2 separate regions of the Sus scrofa genome follow, and region 2 is linked to region 1. A link is a contact called in public Hi-C data. All regions are on one chromosome and are shown on one strand. The core of a region is the stretch at or near the end of the contact, and the rest is flanking DNA. Distances in the headings are between cores, read along the strand shown.

What was found. Hi-C and Micro-C count contacts between places; a contact is called where the count stands out from the background.
Region 2: a contact with region 1 is called in a Hi-C map of fetal liver, with 1.7 times the contacts expected there. The contact joins two enhancer-like sites. A contact is called at or near these places in 1 of 47 Hi-C or Micro-C datasets (fetal liver) and 1 of 2 datasets of contacts at active chromatin or transcription factors (skeletal muscle).

What each region holds. Positions count from the first base shown.
Region 1 is chr1:113,557,943-113,560,448 of Sscrofa11.1, reverse strand. All of the region lies in intron 1 of LIPC (lipase, hepatic), which reads left to right. The region is part of intron 3 of LOC102158936 (a long non-coding RNA gene); the gene reads right to left. Among named protein-coding and RNA genes, the nearest start is that of LIPC, 25 kb to the left of the region's middle. Within about 2 kb of position 1,253, at least 19 of the 83 cell types and tissues checked have an H3K27ac peak or open chromatin away from gene starts, as enhancers often do. A contact at or near this core is called in fetal liver, where this site is marked.
Region 2 is chr1:113,717,044-113,719,549 of Sscrofa11.1, reverse strand. The region is part of intron 10 of LOC102158936 (a long non-coding RNA gene); the gene reads right to left. Among named protein-coding and RNA genes, the nearest start is that of AQP9, 130 kb to the left of the region's middle. Within about 2 kb of position 1,254, at least 1 of the 83 cell types and tissues checked has an H3K27ac peak or open chromatin away from gene starts, as enhancers often do. A contact at or near this core is called in fetal liver, where this site is marked.

The DNA.
Region 1 (2,506 bases), core at 4-2,503:
GGGGTCAGATCAGAGCTGCAGCTACTGGCCTATACCACAGCCACAGCAATTCGGGATCTGAGCTGCACCTGCAACCTACACCACAGCTTGCAGTAATGCTGGATCCTTAACCCACGAAACAAGACCAGAGATTGAACCCACATCCTCATGGATACTAGCTGGGTTTGTAACCTGCTGAACCACAATGGGAACTCCTCTTCCAGGATTCTACAACAATAATCTGACACACCAAAGAAGTGGTGTATGTCATTGTTAAATGACTGAGGTTCCCAAACAGATCTTCAATTTTTTCAGTTTTTTCTTACTCCATGTAAATGAAAATATCAATTAACATTCATATTAGAACTATCCATATTCATCATTTGCAACCATGGGTTGGCTAGCGATACAAAAGTTCATCGAAAATCAGCAAGACCATTCTGTGACAATCAATTATCTACACAGAGTTTACAATAAAGGGTATTGGATGTTTTATATTATTTTTAAATTGCATAATATGTATCCTTGACATTAATAAAATGTATGATAAATCATATATATACATATGATTAGATATTTCCCATCACACCAGTGCCTGAGGCACATCAACATAAAGAGGGACTTAACTGTCCAGAGTCGCCCACGTAAAGGACCAGAGGCAGAGTCCAGAGCCTGGGGAAGGTATCAAGGATGGAGGGACAATCAGGAGAGCCCTCCAGGGTGTCCTGGAAGGCTTCATGGAGGACATGCACCCTAAAGAACCATGGGACTGAAAATGAATGGAGAGTAGCTGCACTTCAGGCAGGTAAACAGCATGGGTGAAAGGGTGAAGGCTGGAGTGCCCTGACTTGGTCAGGACCACCAAGAGCAGAGGGTCAGCCCTGGGAAGCAGTGGGAGACAAAGTGGGCCCAGGTATATTTAATGACACAGAAACACACCATGTGGTTGAGTAGAAAAAAACAAAACAAAACCAAACAAAAAAACAGGCTACAAAATGTGTGCGCTTGTGTTAAGAGGGAGAAAAATACATTAGAAGAAAATCCTCTGAAATGCAAAGAGCTCTGGGTGACAGGATTATAGCTGATTTTGTTTTCATGCTTCTGAACATTTTCCGGTACCTTCCTATTATTCTGAAGTGGTGTGTGGCACTTTGATAATCATGAAAAAAAAATAAGGTTTTCTGGGTATGAAGGGCAAAAAGCAGACAGCCCTGAGAACTGAGATAAACCGGAAGCGGTAGTGAGAGAGGACACATCTGGCCTGATGCAGCCCGGAGGCCCCCAGAGGGCAGTGTTGAGAGAGGGTGTACTGTAATGCAGCCTAGGGCTGAGCCCCCTCTCCTGGGAGGACTGTAGGAACATCTGGGCTGCCTCCCGGTGCCCCCACCCCCAACCCCCTAAGGGCCTGAAGTAGTGCTATCTATGCAGGGGACCTGCCCCTACCCCTTCGCCTTAAGCAGATGTCTTCTTTCTCTTTTCTCCCCCAAGTACTAGTTTGCAAAGTTTTCCCCTCCAAACTCACAGAAGCAGAACAAATTGGAAACAACAAAAAGAAGCCGAAAAAACCCTAAGAGATCCTCTGTCTTTTTAGGACTTTACCATTGCAGTTTTCCCAACTGTAAGAAGTATACATTTTCAAAAGTACAGCTGATTCACAGAATTGGAAAATTAGAGTGGATCCTGGAGAACATTCAGTCCAACTCATTTATTTTACAAATAAGGAAATGGAAACTAAGGCCTTCGAGTGGCATATGCAAGGGCACAAAGCTAGGTGGAAACTGGTCTCCAGCAGAGATGACACCTGGGCCTGGTGCCTCCTTTCTCAGCATCTGAATCCTATCAGATGAGCAGCCCAGGGGCTCACCACCAGGTGGGCTGAACAGCCCTGGGCTGCAGAGCATAGCAGATTCTGATCCTTCCTTGAGTTTACCCATGCAAAGCCGGAACACCTACAAGGCACCAAGTTAATAATATACCACTTGATTTCTCTCTACCCCACACACCTGGATTAGCTCCCTCAGCGGACTGGACCACTCCCTCCCTACTGTGATGAATGACACTGCCAAAGCTGTCTTCTCCATAAAGACTTTCTTTAACTAATGCTGTGTTATTTTGTGATCAGTCACCTTCACTGTTGTTATCTTTACTTGCCAAACCAGCCAGGTCATTGTATTTGGCCCTCAAAAGGACTAAAACTCCAGTTTGGTCATTTTCTCTACATAAACTCGACCGAACTGCATACAAGGTGGGGATTTTGATCTTGTACTTAAATATCTAGCAGCCTCTGTGACTCACACAATTCCTTTTCCTCTCCCTCCTGGACCAAAGCCCACGTCTTCATCCTGCCACTAATGCTGGCTCTTTGGGGATTTTCTACAAATCTCTCTGTGTACGTGCCATGTTGTTCATCTTAAATTATATGCTACTGGAGCACAAGGAATATATAAGTATATGCTTTTTCTGATCAGGAGCATCTGTAGCTGAGGGAAGGGCAGGCCTCTCTTATGACTAGAAGACAGCGGGAAAG
Region 2 (2,506 bases), core at 5-2,504, 160 kb before region 1:
AAATCACAATAAAATACTGTATATCAAAGGTTTGGGGATATAGATAAGCAGTACTTATAGAGAAGAAATTCATGATTTAACTACATCATAAAGAAAAAAATCGATGAATTAGAAATTAAAGAAATGACACCAAGAAAACAGTAAATTTCAAAGAAGGTAGAAAGAAGGATATCACAAGTTTAGTTGCCTAAGACACTGCAAATATTAGTAGCTCTTCTAGTGTTAATTCATCCTTGCCTTCGTGATAGATATCCCATCTGTGCAAAAAGAACACCTGAGCCTTGAAACCACTTTTGCCCTGAGGGTTTTGGTTGATCTAGGCAAACTTGGACTTCAGTTTGGCAGCTTCATGGAGGGAGAAAAAAGAAGCGATGACCCTGGGCTCACCCTGAGCCTAGGAATCTAACAGAAACCCCCCTTCCTTATCAGGCTGCTTTCAAAAGATGACACCCTCAGAGAAAAATAAACCGGAAGTAAATCCACCCTGAACCCAGCACCAGAGCTCCAGTAAGTGTCACCTCATGCTGAGGGCAGCTTGTGTTCAACTGAACTCCCCAGTTCCTCCTTTTCCTTAAATTTCAGTCTGTTAGTTCCTTACAATCTTTTCACTACTGTAACATTTTTACTAAATTTAAAAATATGTTTTATATACATATATATTTTAGATAGCATTTACATTGATGAGAAAGGGCTTGAATTACCTAGCTGTTATCATAAACCAAACCTCTTTATAAGTGGTAAAAGTATAGAAATCTCTCTGGGAGTTATACACATCAGCTTAAGGCTAATGGTTGTTAACTGTGAGATGGAAGAGAAAAAAAAGAGATGGAGATGGGTCTTTAGCTTTATTTGTAATGTTCATATCTTTAAAAGAAAACAAAAAATATGAAGCAAATTTATAAAATTCCAACACGGGTTAAATTCTGGCAGTAGGCAGAAGCAGACATTGATGGATCACTTACCCAAAGTCCATTCTCTTTTTCTTTCTTATTAATGAAACCTCAATTTTGATAAGATTGGTAATGTTACCTTTCCAAAGTTTCTTATAGCCTGGAATGGCCATATGACATTGTTCTGGCCAAAGAGAGAAGGGTAAACGTCCCAGAGAAGGGCTTCTTAATTCAACAAAAATTACAAGGTTCTGTGTACGGAGAAGACCTTTTTCTGTCTTCTTTTGGCTTGGAATAGAAAAGATGACAATGGAAGCAGTCTTCAGATCATGAGGTTCAAAATGACTTAAGGTAGTGCTAAGGGTAGAGGAGAAGCAAGAGAGAAATCTGATCTTTGCAGGCCTAAGATACCATATCAGCTTTGGACTGTCTGCCTCCAAACTTCTTACAGCAGAAAAGTTAATTTTTTTTTTTTTTTTTTTTTTTTTTTTGTCTTTCTAGGGCCACACCCATGGTATATGGAAGTTCCCAGGCTAGGGGTTGAATTGGAGCTGCAGCTGTTGGCCTTTGCTATAGCCACAGCAATGCCAGAGCCAAGCCATGGCCACGACCTACACCACAGGTCACAGCAACACTGGGTCCTTAACCCACTGAGCAAGGCCAGGGATTGAACTGTGTCCTCATGGATACTAGTTGGGTTTGTTTTCACTGAGCCACTATTTTTCATTTTTTGGTTACAAACTTCTGAACCTAATCATGTATAGTACATTGGTACATAGATTTTATTATATTATTTTCTATATAATGAAATACCTCATAATTTTAAATTACTTTAAAATTTAAAAAGGTAACGGAAAATACAGGAAAGTATGAACAATTTTACCTAATGAGTTCAGTCTCTCTTCCCTGTTTAGGGTGGCTGGAGGGAATTAATGGCTGTATCAATATAATTCTTTCTGATTCTGAGAAGTTTCTTGGGCAGAATCTCATTCCTATTTCAGGCTTGAAAAAGAAATCAAAATGGGGTAGTGGAGTAGGGTTCAATTCTGCTTTGTCAGATAATCTCTGCTGTGGTTCTGAACACAAGCAGGAATGAGGATAGTCTTGTCTGCTTGACACTCTAAGTCCAGCTGTGGAGTGAAGCCAGTTTGACTGTTGTTACTGACATCGCTTACTCTAAGAAAGCTTGGTGGCCTGTGACCCCTAAATATTGTGTCATATGGTGTCACATTAAGATGTTTCATTAGCAAACAACAGAAAAAAACTAGTTGGTTGAGGCAGAAAGAGAAGGTACAGGAAGATAAGCTCACAAGATGACTGGAAAGGAAACTGAAGTAACCAAAGTGGGAGGATGCAGAAACAACTATCCTCAAAGAATTTAGTAGCAGGAATAGCTCACAGGTCTTTGCAGCCATTGATTAACTAAGTGACTCCAGTCATTTATCTCATCCTGTGACACTCCAGTCCAAATTCAAAGTCCCGAGTTTTTTTTTCTTGTGTGTGTGTGTGTGTGTAGATGTGTGTGTGAGGGAGAGAGTGAGAGAGAGAGAGAGAGAGAGAGAAAGAGACAGAGATTTCTTAGCTACGCATAATAAGCCTTAGGCCTTCTTGTCTGC